Regions from separate parts of the Mus musculus genome. Here region 2 is linked to region 1. A link is a contact called in public promoter capture Hi-C data. All regions are on one chromosome and are shown on one strand. The core of a region is the stretch at or near the end of the contact, and the rest is flanking DNA. Distances in the headings are between cores, read along the strand shown.

The links. Promoter capture Hi-C pulls out the DNA fragments that hold promoters and counts their contacts.
Region 2: a contact with region 1 is called in a promoter capture Hi-C map of macrophages, with 6 read pairs. The contact joins the promoter of Kif3a here to the enhancer-like site in region 1. A contact is called at or near these places in 2 of 39 promoter capture datasets (erythroid cells and macrophages), 1 of 15 datasets of contacts at CTCF or cohesin (the NIH/3T3 cell line), 9 of 484 Hi-C or Micro-C datasets (the N1E-115 cell line, cortical neurons, cumulus cells and 4 more), 7 of 115 datasets of contacts at active chromatin or transcription factors (SST interneurons, cardiomyocytes, double positive thymocytes and 3 more) and 4 of 9 other capture datasets (adipose tissue, embryonic stem cells, liver and 1 more).

What each region holds. Positions count from the first base shown.
Region 1 is chr11:53,530,862-53,537,360 of GRCm38.p6, forward strand. Septin8 (septin 8) reads left to right here. Exons shown (of 10, transcript NM_001347496.1): 2 at 1,135-1,255; 3 at 3,572-3,767; 4 at 4,088-4,274; 5 at 5,087-5,248; 6 at 5,791-5,887; 7 at 6,293-6,461. Among named protein-coding and RNA genes, the nearest start is that of Septin8, 14 kb to the left of the region's middle. Within about 2 kb of position 1,705, at least 19 of the 459 cell types and tissues checked have an H3K27ac peak or open chromatin away from gene starts, as enhancers often do. A contact at or near this core is called in macrophages, where this site is marked.
Region 2 is chr11:53,563,913-53,571,126 of GRCm38.p6, forward strand. Kif3a (kinesin family member 3A) reads left to right here and starts at 3,457. Exons shown (of 18, transcript NM_008443.4): 1 at 3,457-3,619; 2 at 6,624-6,897. The coding sequence starts at 3,614. It overlaps A430108G06Rik (RIKEN cDNA A430108G06 gene), which reads right to left and starts at 3,401. Exons shown (of 2, transcript NR_168001.1): 1 at 2,925-3,401; 2 at 742-1,802.

The DNA of each region.
Region 1 (6,499 bases), core at 455-2,954:
AGCCACACAGCCTTCTGTCTGTTCCTGACTCCTTTGCCCACTGTGTTGTGTCCACATTTATAAAACGGTTGTCATGACACTGCTGAGGGCTCCACTTTGGGGCTGTGGACATGGGAGACTGAAGAACACCTGTGCAGCTTCCTGGCCCTGGTGGTGGGTAGGGCATAGGCACTAAGAAAGAAAGAGGCATGGTTCTGCCCAACACGGAGCCAGGTGGGTCTGGGAAGCTGTTCTCAGGGCGACATCTACTACCACTCCCAGGGAAGCCAGAGCAAGTATCCACATAGATGAGTCCAGCCGTGACTCTGTCTTTGGGACTCATGGTTTCTCTTAGTAGTGGTATGGACCAAATCCAGTGGTTCCTGCACTCTTAGGGCCTGTTGCCCTCATCTCTGCTGAGGTCAGACCTCCACATTCTCTCCCAGAATCTTCTTTTTAAACAGTCCTGGCTTTAGTAAGGTTGGAGATCTCAGAGCCTGATGTCTCCAGAGACCACCACTGAGAAGGAAGCAGAAGACTGCTTGAGCCCCAGTTCTGGCTCCGTCGTTCTGCTAGCTAGGTCCCCGCAGGAACTCTGTTGGATACCTGAGCAGTGGAAGCAGCCATAGAGGAGATCCAGCCCAGCCTGACAGGAGAGCCCTCTGATACACTCAGTTAGAAAGAAAGGCCTATGAGGGAGTGGTAACATTCCCACCTCCCCCAGAACTGCCTCCTGGAATATACTCTCCAACCTGGGCCTCTTGGGCTTTTTTAGATTCAGAGGAGGGCTGGGGATTAGGCTCAACTGGCAGAGTGCTTACCCAACATGCATAAAGCCCTGGGGTCCCTTGAACCACATCACCCACGCATGGGGTGCATGCAGGTGGTGGAAACAGAGATTGGAAGCTGAATGTCACTCTTGGCTCTGTCGCAGGTTCAAGGCTATCTTGGACTACATGAGTTCCTTTTTAACGAAAAAGACCAGGGAGCTGGGTGTGGTGGCACACACTCATTATCTGAACACTTTGGAGACCAGACAGTGGGATAGCAAGTTCAAAGCCACCCTGTCTCCAAAGTGCACCAGGGTCAGGGCTAGCCTCACACAGACACATCTTTTCCTGGGGGCTCACTGTCTTACTGTGCTTTTCTTGGCAGAACGCAGAGCCTGAGCCCCGGAGCCTGTCCCTGGGCGGCCATGTTGGGTTTGACAGCCTCCCTGACCAGCTGGTCAGCAAGTCAGTCACTCAGGGCTTCAGCTTCAACATACTCTGTGTGGGTAAGTGGCCTGGCCAGCGGCAAAAATGGATGAGACTTCTTGGAGCCGGTGCTCTGTTGTGCTGGCCGCCTATCCGTCTTGGGCTGGGGCTGGGGCTGGGGCTGGGGCTGGGGCTGGGGCTGGGGCTGGGGCTGGGGCTTGGGGGTCCTGAGCAGAGAGATATTGGGTCCAGGCTTTAGTTTTGCCTCTGCCAGGGTCAAGAATGGGATTAGATCCAAGATCTGACTCAAGAGTTGCCACAAAGAGGAAACAGAAGTGAGCCCATGAAAGTGCTGTCTAAGCACTAAAAATGGGTGTTTCTCACCAGAGAGTCACAGTCAGTAGTTTATTCATTTCTTTTTTTTTTTGTTTTTTTTTTTTTTTAAACTTTATTTCATTTAATGTACGAGTGCTCTGCTGCATATACATCTGCCTGCCTGAAGAGGGCATCATATCCCCCTATAGATGGTTGTGAGCCACCATGTGGTTGCTGGGAATTGAACTCATGACCTCTGGAAGAGCAGCCAGTGCTCTTAACCACTGAGCCATCTCACCAGCCACTGTTCATTCATTTCTTTAAAAAAAAAAAAATTCAGCTGCTCCTATAGAGGACCCGGGTTCAATTCCCTACACCTATATGGCATCTCACACCTGTCAGTAACTTCAGTTCCAGGGGATCCACCGTAGCAGGCATGCATGTGGTACACATATCTGTGCATGCAGGCAAAATACCCATACACATAAAAAAAAATCTTTTTTTAAAAAAAGATTTTATTTATTTATTTTTATGTATATGAGTACACTGTAGCTGTACAGATGGTTGTGAGCCATCATGTGGTTGCTGGGAATTGAACTCAGGACCTCTGCTTGCTCCAGCCCTGCTTGCTCCAGCCCATAGATTTATTTATTATTATATTTAAGTACACTGTAGTTATCTTCAGACACACCAGAAGAGGGTGTCAGATCTCATTGCAGATGGTTGTGAGCCACCATGTGGTTGCTGGGATTTGAACTCAGGACCTTTGGAAGAGCGATCTGTGCTCTGAACTGCTGAGCCATCTCTCCGGCCCCATAAAATAGATCTTAATAAAATAAATAAATTTTAAAATTTTTACAAGGCTGCAGAGATGAGCCAGTAGTCAAGAGCACTTGCTGCTTCCCAGAGGACTGGACATCTGCTCCCAGCACCAACGTCACATGGCTCACCACTGCCTATAGCTCAAGTTCCAAGGAACCTGACAGCTCTTTCTGGCTTCCATAGGTAACTGCACATGCACACATAAAGAAAAATAAATCTTGCCAGGTGTGGTGGTGCACGCCTTTAATCACAGCACTCGGGAGGCAGAGGCAGGCGGATTTCTGAGTTCGAGGCCAGCCTGGTCTACAAAGTGAATTCCAGGACAGCCAGGGCTATACAGAGAAACCCTGTCTGGAAAAACAAAAAAAAACAAAACAAAAACAAAAACAAAAAAATCTTTAAAGAATGTCTCTTTCTTACCATGTGGCAAGGAGACAGTGGTAAGCCAGACCCTGCTCTGACACCAGAACACAGAGGACATCTCTAATACACTTTGGAGCAAACAGAACCTGATGGGGGTGGGAGCAGGGTTCCATGTGTCCAAGGCACAGACTCTGCAGGTGTCCCTTGGGAAGGAGACCATGTGGACCTGAGGCTGCCCAGGGACCAGCAACTGATGGTCTCAGGTCCTGTTCCTGTGGACCCATGACTGCCTTGGCCTAAGAAGGATGAAGCCCAGTACGGGCTCTGTGTTTTGTGACTGGGTCCAGCATACAGTGGACTCTCCATAGCCTGATGCTGCCTTTTCCCTACTCCTGGGGGAATGTCACATACCCTGCACGGTTATGTCTTACACCAAAGGCTTCCTTGATGACTCTTCCTTCTGAATATTTTTTCTTTCCCTTCCTTCCTTCTCCTATTTTTTTTTAAACACATTTATTCATTTTATTTGTGGAGCCCATGACAGGGCAAGTTGAGAAGTAGAGCAGTTGCTTCTCTCCTCCTATCATGTGAGTTATCAGGCCTGGCAGCAAGTGTCTTTACCCTCTGAGCCATCTCACAGACCTGGTTTTGTGTGTGTACGTGTGTACATGCATGTGCTGGGATGGAATCCCAGGGCCTTACACATGTCAGGCAAGTACTCCACAACTGAGCTACGACAGAGACCACCAAGGATGGGCGATGAGGAGTGGGATAGAGGCTTCCTTCTCTCATTCAGGAGCTACAGGTCTTAGAATCCACCTCACCTAGTTGCCAGCTTGAGACAGCCCCATTCTGGTCTTAGTATTCACTTCTCTCCCTGCCGTTCCCCACACCAGGCGAAACTGGGATTGGCAAGTCCACGCTAATGAACACACTCTTCAACACGACCTTTGAGACTGAAGAAGCCAGTCACCATGAAGAGTGTGTGCGCCTGCGGCCTCAGACCTATGACCTCCAAGAGAGTAACGTTCATCTCAAGCTGACCATCGTGGATGCTGTGGGCTTTGGCGATCAGATCAATAAGGATGACAGGCAAGAGGCGGGAAGGGCGGGCCCCACCTAGTCTCCACGGTGCTGGCTGACGCCGTCCTAACACTGCTCAAGCGCTTCATGCGTCACACTGCCCCATTATATAGCCCTAAGGTGACCTGGGAAGGCTGCTGGGGAAGGGCTGAGGTCTTGGGCCATTAGCAGACTCCTTCTGGGAGGCTACAGGAGAAGGGGTCAACCAGCCTTCTCTACCTGATAGGCAAAGCTGTTCCCAGGGAAGAGAGTGGAAAGATCCCGGCTTGGGCTTTGGGCTGCCCTGCCGTGGCCAGTGTCTGCCTCCCAGGTGATAAAGCTGTCTGTAGTTACAGGCCCATAGTTGACTACATCGACGCGCAGTTTGAAAACTATCTGCAGGAGGAGTTGAAGATCCGCCGTTCCCTCTTTGACTATCACGACACGAGGATCCATGTTTGCCTCTACTTCATCACGCCCACCGGGCACTCCCTGAAGTCCCTGGATCTGGTGACCATGAAGAAACTAGATAGCAAGGTACATGGCCCTCCTTGTCACCTGACCTCTGCCACCTTCCTCTGGAAGGGGGTATGGTGGCTGCATTAGGCTATGCCGTGGTCGGCTTGGTCCTCTCTGGAGTCTTGGTTTTCTGTGGCTGTCATTAAACTTTTCAGAGCCCTGTTCCAGGCTGGGCCTTTCCTTCTCTTTTGGAGTCTTGTCCCTTGTGCCTTGTGAAATGACTTCCTCCTCCTGCTGATCCTCTACTCAGTGTCCCCTTCCATCATCTCAGCCTCTTTGTTTGCTCTCTGACATGGCTTCTCCTCGGCTCTCTTCTGAGCTCACTAGGAGAGGAGAATGACGACTCAGGAATCAGGGCAGAGAACAGTCTCATCAGAGGTCAAGGGAGGTTGGGGTCCTGGAGGACAAGTGTCCCTCATAGTGATCTCTCAGCCCTTGTGACTGCCTTTCCATCTCAAGGGTTAATTATCACCATGAAAAGTGGGGTAACCTTGGCTTGGGAGAGTTTAAGCCCTTTCCAAAGCTGCTACTCCTGCGTCGCCTTACCTGCTTAGTGGGTGGGTAGCTTGGTCACCACTACTCTTTCTGTCAGGCCCTGGGCCACTTAAGACCTTCAGAGCATCCTGGGTCCAAGTTGAGTATGTCCAGAATGACCAAACCGCCAGGGCCTTTAGAAACACTACGTTGTTACAGTTCCGGCCAGCACGGTGGCCGCAGGTGGCTGTGGCTCACTGGAGCAGCTGGCTTCCTGCTCCCAGTGCTTGTCCACAGTCAGTGACCATACTTAAAATAACCAACCGACCTGCTGCCCCGTCCCCTGACCTCCACAGGTGAATATAATCCCCATCATTGCCAAGGCTGACACCATCTCCAAGAGCGAGCTCCACAAGTTCAAAATCAAGATCATGGGTGAGCTGGTCAGCAACGGAGTCCAGATCTACCAGTTTCCCACCGATGACGAGGCTGTCGCCGAGATTAATGCAGTCATGAACGTGAGTCGGGGGAGGGGGGCAGGGCCTTGCTCGGGGCTCCAGAGCCAGAGGGCTTAGAGACACCGATCTGAAACGCAGCCCCTGGGAACCCTACTTGCCAGGATGTTATCCTTAGCATCTCCAACACAGAGGTGGGCGTCACATCCCTCCCAGGGATCCTGTGGGCACAGGATCAGAGGCCTTGTTTGTTTATTGGGTTTGCACGAAGGGTGCCCTAGATCTGAGTGTCTCGAGTCCTACTCTGGGTGGCAATGTGTTGCATGAAGGAATGAGGAGCTGCGTGGCCAGGGGTTGGGAATCCGGAAGGAACCAACTTACTGTCTCTGTCAGAGAGTTCTCTTGCTCCTGAGAAGAGCACCACACAGACAGGCATACCCAGTTCTCTGTTCTCATGGAACAGTGCTCTGAAAGCTACAGGAAGTCAGCCTCTGACCCCAGAGCCTTGCAAAAGGCTGGTAGGCCCTCTGTAGAGTGCAGGGGTGGTAAGAGCGTCTGCCCCTGGTTCTAGCCTAGCGCTCACACACAATTGGACCCCTTTTCAGGCACACCTGCCTTTTGCCGTGGTGGGCAGCACAGAGGAGGTGAAGGTGGGGAATAAGCTGGTTCGAGCACGACAGTACCCTTGGGGTGTGGTGCAGGGTGAGTGTCCGGCAAGCGCATCCCCAACTGGGGCCTTGGCTCAGTCTCTTGACCTGCAAGCTGAGGCCACTAACCACTGTCCTGCTAATCCTCTGCCCATCTGCATGGTCACCTCACTCTGTGGAGCTCCCCAGGGCACCTGGCCACTCTTGGGCTGTTCCTCTCTGTCTCCACGCCTACCTCATGCTACCACGAGGCTCCCAACCATTGTCTGTTGTACCCCCACCATCTGAATGTTTGCTCTGCTCTGTGGGACCACCAAGGCCCCCCGTCTTACCATCCCACGTCCACCTGCACGCCTGCCTGCCTCCTGATGCTTTGGAGCCACTCGACCACTGCCCCGTTGCCTCCCCACCTCCACCTGCGTGCATGCCCGTCTCATGCTTCTCCCGCCCTTGCTCCTAGTGGAGAATGAGAATCACTGTGACTTCGTGAAGCTGCGGGAGATGCTGATCCGGGTGAACATGGAGGACCTGCGCGAGCAGACCCACAGCCGGCACTACGAGCTCTACCGCCGCTGCAAGTTGGAGGAGATGGGCTTCCAGGACAGTGACGGTGACAGCCAGCCCTTCAGGTCTGCGTTGCCTCAGCCCCTCTTGTCACACCAGCACT
Region 2 (7,214 bases), core at 2,207-4,706, 35 kb after region 1:
AGGGATTCGGGCTAACTAGACAAGGACTCAACCAAGGCACAGTTGTTGCCCCTCGAAGATGTTGTTATGGAAACCGACTCTGAGTATAGTAAGGCATGGAGAGTGTACCACAGTGGTAAGAATCAAGCTCTGGTTTTACTCTAAGGCAGATTCTTTTTTTTTTTTTTTCTTCTCTGTGTGTAGCCCTGGCTGTCCTGGAACTCACTCTGTAGACCAGGCTGGCCTCGAACTCAGAAATCCGCCTGCCTCTGTCTCCCGAGTGCTGGGATTAAAGGCGTGCGCCACCACTGCCCGGCTAAGGCAGATTCTTCAATGGGCTGTGTTGAAGGATTGGGATTGGGGTGGAAGAGAGACACTGGGGTTTGAGCAGAGCAATTGTCAGAATTCTGTTTCTAGTTGAGAGGAGGAAGCCTAGATGGAGCCTTTCTGTGTATATGTGACAGGGATAGTGTGGAGGAAGGGAGGCCAAGAGGACTGGGGAACAGGACTTAAACTTTGACAGAATAAACTTAAAATATCCGTTATGCAACCTAGTGGACTGATGCTCAGGGGAGAGGTTGGGTGGAAGGAGGGTGGATCATTGGTTCTTCTGGGCCAGGTTCTGCACTAGGCTGTGGTGAGACAGGTGAGACTCTGGACTTACTCCAAAGTAGCTCTGTTTTTGCTGGTGGTACAGGAAATAAACTTACAAGCGCAGTCATTCTGGAAGGCCTGCTCCCCATGCTTCTGGATCCGATGTATGATGGCCATTTTTCTTTTATGTTAACTTTTGTATAGTATTAATAATTTGATTTTTTTACACAACCAAAAACCTTTACATCAGTGGAAGGCATTTGAACATAAAGCAATATACTCGAAACGGATTCATTTCAGTCTTTCAGCAAACATTCAAATACTATCTCAGAGAAGTAACACAAAGAGGAAAAACCATCTTAAAGTGTCTAGCCTCAAGAGGCTCGTGGTGGCCTATATAGCTCTGTGTAGTATAGTATGATGTAATGTAACATACATTCAAATGCAGGATCTTACAAGGTAAAATAGGCATAACTAGGAACATGAATTCTGTAGCATAAATTTTTTGCAACCTACTTTTAAGAAGGGTTCAACCTCTCCTCTAGCCTACCACTCAGCAGAGGGAGTGGAAGAGACACGTTATTAGGATGGAGGGAAGTGGACCTGTTCAACGATAGTTCTTTGGAGGTGAGCTTGATCTTCTTGGTCAGCAGATCAGTCCCATAGCAAATACCAAATACAACTCAGCAGCTTCAGACCAGTCCTCTAGGCAGGCAGACACCAACCATGAACCAACAACTACATTCCAGTCCTCTTGGCAGGCAGACACCAATCACGAACCAGCAACTGTAGTTCAATCCTGGAGAAGTTGCCAGGCTTGTCAACCGGCCTGAGGAGAGGCCTTAGACGCAGCAAGCTACCATAGGAACCTTATGAGCAGTTTCTTTGTTGAGTTTCTCTCAGTATCAGAGTTGAGCTCAATGTAAGGCGAACCAATACATGAATGTTGTTAGAGAAGAATATTGAGGTGGAGCAAATCAAACCAGTGCTCTGTGCTCGTCTCCCACTGTCAGCGGGGTCATGTTTCTACTCCTTCATCACAGGTCCTTTCATGAGTTTGCTCTATCCAAACACCCTTTCACCTGTGTCTGCTTCAGGAAAACAGTCTTTCACGTGTTTGCTTTAGCAAGACATCCTTTCACCTTTGTGCCCCAGCAAAACATTGCTTGGCATAACTTTCCAAGGAAACCAGAACTTTCCACTTCAAGACTCATTTAGAATAGAGACATCTTAAAAAAAAAAAAACCAAAAACTTTAGTGGCCAGCAAGATTGCTCAGTGGGTAGATGTGCTTGCCACTAAGTCTGACTACCTCAGCTCCATCAGTGAGGTCACACAGGGAAAGAAGAAGAGGAGACCAACTCCTGAAAGGTGTTCTCTGACCTCCACACATATGAGCTGTGGCATATGCGTATTGGACCATACACTTACATAAATAAGTATAAAACTGTAATGAAAGGATAGGGGGTTGTCATTTATTAGCAACAGCTGTGCAATGGTGGTCTACATGACCATAAGAAATGGGTATTTTACCTTCTCCTACTCAGCATCTTTGAGAAGTAATACAAAACATGTTTCTAATAGTCAAGACTAACTGTGATGTATTGAAGAGGAAGTTTTGAAAGAAGACTTTTTTTTTCTTTTTTTTTGAGACAGGGCTTCTCTGTGTAACCATGGCTGTCCTGGAACTCACTCTGTCAACCAGGCTGCCCTTAAACTCAGAAATCCGCCTGCCTCTGCCTCCCAAGTGCTGGGATTAAAGGGGTGCGCCACCACTGCCCAGCAAAAGAAGACTTTTTTACAATTAAGTATATGTGTGTCTCTATGAGTGGATATATGCATGTGAGTACAGTTCCCACAGAGACCAAAAGAGGGCATGGGATTCCCCTAGAGCTGCAGTTGTGAATGCCTGACCTGAGTGCTGGGACCCTAACTCCAGCCCTTTGCAAGATCAGTATGCATTCTTAACTGCTGAGCCAGTTCTTCAGACCCAAGATGAACATTTTGAATGTTAACACAGAACACACTTTATAATTACTTGCAACTTAAACTCTCCTATAACTTCCGGGTGTGATGAAGATGCCTTTAATGCCAGCACTCGTGAGTCAAAAGATCTCTGTGAGCTCAAGGTCATCCTGGTCTATCCAGTGAGAAACCCCCCCCCCCAAGACAAACCAAAAACAAAACAAACTCTCCCATAACTGAGAAACCCTAAGCAGTTCTGTTGGGCAAATGGCTATTTAGACGGAGCTTCTCCTTTGAGTTAGGTCTCAAACTCCCAACAAATGGTTGAGGTGCCTTTTTCACATATTAAAGCAGACCTGGATGCTCCCAGCATCCCTCAGTCCCTACCTGTTACAGGGTTGGCTGGCATAGTCCACCCCGTGAACCTTCCGGCCCAGGTGCTGAGCTGCCCTTCTGGGGTCCTTCCCTATATAATCCATCCATTTTGACTCTGCTGGTCATTTTCACTTTTTTTCCCCCTTTACCTTCCTGGCCTGTTGGTCTCCTTGGTCTCCGCTCTCTCCTCATATGGCTGGATCAGGGTCCTGTTCATTCAAACTTTTGGTGCAGACAGATAGTAGAGATAAACAGAACCCAACCCCTGATATTCCTCATAAAATAAGGAGTCATCAGAATCTGGTACGCTATTGTCCACTGTTGTTTTCAATATTTGGGACACTGCCAGCGCCGGAAGCTCCTGGCAGTCTGAGCGGGTCAGATGTCCTGGTGGCCTCAACATGAACCAGCTTTACAGAGCAGAGCGATGGCAGCACCCCGCAGGCGTTGCCCCAGTCTAGCGTCCATGGAGATGGACGCGGAAAGGCCTTGCGCATGCGTACTTCAAGAGCCCAGGACACCCGAGATTGGGCGGGGCGAGCTCAGAGTGCGCCTGCGCACTGCCCTCTGTAGCTGTGTGAGCCGCAGTCTCTGGAGCGCTAAGGTGTTGCGGTCGCCTGTGGCCAGCCTCGCCCCCAAACCCGGTGTTGTTGGGCTGCATCCGGAGTGGGGACGTTGGCGGAGCACCGGACGCGGCCACCATGCCGGTGAGGATGGACAGTCGGCCACGGGGGCTTCGGCTCATCGTGTCGGCCCTGCTCGGGGGCGCGGCCGTTGCCATAGAAGCGCGCGGCGGGCGGGGCAGGGTGGCCAGGCCGGGAGGCCTTGGAGGAGAAGGGCGGTGGGGCGGCGGGGCTGGGGTCCGGACGCATCGGGGGCCGCTCGGGACCCGCCCAGTTGCCCCGGAACGCGTTGCATCTCGCCAGGCCTGCTCTGCCAGACAGAAAAGCACCGCGCGGACAGTGGAGGCTTGGTGGCTGCGCGTGGCCACCATGGTCTTGCGGATGCTCGGAACCCCAGAGTCTACGCTCTGGCCCCCTACTTCCCTGGGTATAAGCTGTCATTCCGAGCGGGCACCTTAGCTTATGGTGCAGAATGTAACCTGTAGGTGTCTTTGTGCGAGTATGCGGTGGCGATTTGGTTACCTCCTAGGATTTCACGGATTGTTATCGTGCCATAATAAGGGGGTGGTTGTAAGTCCCATTGGAGAAGACTTGAGCCATGGTAGATTATATATTGGTTATGGGGCCTTCGATGGTTATTTACAGCGTCTGGGCCCTTAGTTCCTACACATTTAAACTTTCCTTCTTGGGGTTTTTATCAAGGCAAAATAAATTAATGCACAGGACACTTGAAGGACAGGGCTTGACATTTAGCACAAAATGCTCAGTGTTTGTTTATATTTATTGCTTTATTGAATAATGAATATTCAACAAAGATTGCGCACTAGCCGTATATATGTTAACTATGCAGGCGGTAAGGTTGTGCTAGGTGTTTTTAATTCAATTTTTATTTTATGTGTATGAGTGTTTGCATGTATGTATGTATGTGCACCACGTGCCAGGGGAAGGAAGAAGAGTGCATGGAATTATTTGGAACTGAAGTTAAAAGCAGTAGTAAGCTGCCATGTGGGTGCTGGAAACTCAGCCCAGGTCCTCTGTAAGGTCCTCTGTAAGTGCTCTTAACCACTGGCCCATCTCTCCAGCCTCATTACCAAAGTTTTGACTTTGGAGAAGAGGTGAAAACCATATACATTTAACAGAGAAAAGACAGCCTTAATAAATGAAGTGAGTAATCTGCATATGGCAGAAATTGGATCTGGTGAATTGGAAAAGGTTTCCATAAAGGAATGCTGGCCTACAGATAACAGATCTACTTTTGTTTTCAAAAGACTTAAATTGCTATATTTGTGAAGTTTCTCAGTTTTAGCAGATGACTAAAATACTTAAAAATGCTTTGAGCCAGCTGGCCAACACTTTGAAAGGTTGAGGGAGGAGGATTTAGAGTTTAAGGCTGGTCGGGCAGTGGTGGCACCTTTAAACCCAGCACTTGGGAGGCAGAGGCTGACGGATCTCTGTGAGTTCAAGGCCAGCCTGGTCTATGGAGTAAGTTCCAGGAGAGCCAAGGCTACACATAGAAATCCTGTCTCAAGTTCAAAGCTATCCTTGGCTTCATAAAGAATTCTAGGCTGCCCCGTGCTTCATGGGACCCAGTATCAGAACAAAACAAAAATACTTTGAGGCAAATAAAAGGATTTTATGGGTTGAATTCAGACCCTTGATTCCTTGTTTGAATCTCAGATGAATATACCATGACAGACATCAGTCAAGGAGCAACCCAGAGTCAAAATGTATTCTTTAAAAGCTCTCTCTCAGAGTCTACTAAATAGAAAAAGCATTTGACCTAGTCAGAGAAGTGTTCCCATGGGAACTGCTGAGCTGAAAACTGAAGGATAAGTAGATGTCACCTAAGTGAAGAAGGGCATGAGGAATGTTCTAGACCGAAGGACTCGAGGAAAGTCCGCAGGGAAGAGGAGATCACGAAACTCTGAGAGGAGGAAGAGTATTTGGTAAAGCCTAGAGGCTTTTCTGTACCTCCTAAACATTTTTGGCTTGTCATCTGGGGAGATTTTTACATGGGGAATAATGTGATTTGATTTGTGTTTACACCATCGTGTAAGAGGGCAGACGGAAGGGTGGTTTAATTAGATTCAGGAGCGAATGTAGGTAGTCGACGAACGAAGGCCCAGGTGATGCTACCTAGCCTAGGGTGATGAAGGCCAAACTGGAGAGAAACATATTCATGGCAGTCCTAGGATCTTTGTCATGTAAAATTTTGACAATCAAAACTTCATATAAACGTTCATAAGACATTTTTCTCTGTATGTCATTGGCCTTCTCCGTCCTTAACTTGTCTTGGGTGGAGAGGAAAGCCGTATATGGAGGTATCACATGGTAAAAATCTTACAGATGCATTCTAGGAAATGAAATTAGATGTCATGGGAGAGCAAGAGACAAGGTCTCACTATATTATATAGGCTGGTCACAAACTCACAGAGATCCATCTGCCTCTGCCTCCAGGAGTTCAGGAGTTCTGGTATCAAAGGTATGTACCACAGCTTCACCTCATAGATTTTTTTTTTAAAAGATTTATTTATTTTATTTATATGAGTACACTGTAGCTATCTTCTGAGGGCATCGGATCCCATGACAGACGGTTGTGAGCCACCATGTGCTTGCTGGGAATTGAATTCAGGACCTCTGGAAGAACAGCCAGTGCTCTTAGCCACTGAGCCATCGCTCCAGTCCGACCTCAGATTCTTAATAAAGCTTGTCAACCACTTCACGCGTGTTTGTTTGTTTGTTTGTTTGTTTTTGTTTGTTTGTTTGTTTTTTCAGGCAGGAACTTCAGCTGTGTGGACTGTTGAGCTAATGCCTGTATACTAACTAGTTCATTTTCTCCACTTGAAGCATTTGCTTCAGATGTAAATTAGAGTTTTTCTCTTCCCTCTTTTGTACTGCAAAAGAAACAGTCTCCATTTGTATACCTATAAACCCTTTCTGTATATGTAGAGATCTTTAATTGCATTTATCGAAGGCTTGTAAAGTCTTAGCACATCCGGGATGCTGAGGTGGAAAAGTAGACTTTTCTAACTATATTTAGAGCAAAAGGAATGTTCTTCTCACTCTTTGTAAACACTGTCTCCACCAGATCAATAAGTCGGAGAAGCCGGAAAGCTGCGATAATGTGAAGGTGGTGGTTAGGTGCCGGCCTCTCAATGAGAGAGAGAAGTCAATGTGCTATAGACAGGCCGTCAGCGTGGATGAAATGAGGGGAACTATCACCGTCCATAAGACCGATTCCTCCAACGAACCTCCAAAGACATTTACTTTCGATACTGTTTTTGGACCAGAAAGTAAACAACTTGATGTGTATAACTTAACTGCAAGACCAATTATTGATTCTGTTCTGGAAGGCTACAATGGTGAGTGACTGTGCAGCTTGCTTTTATTGTTGCATAAGTAATGCCCGGTAAAATCGGTAGTTTACGTATCGCAGCTATGGCTTGATGAGCTATGGTAACATAGACGGTTGTGAGGCCTCACCCAGGTCCTGTTCTAGAACACTAATATCACCCTGCAGCGCTCCTTTCCACCCTCTTGCAGCTCCCACCTGCGTCCATTGACCTGCCATGGCGTCACTGTAGTTTTGTCCTTTTGAAAACGCATTTAAATGATGCCACGAAATGCCATCTTATGTGTAGGAGTATATTGCCTTCATGTAGGTCTGTGCTTGTTCCAT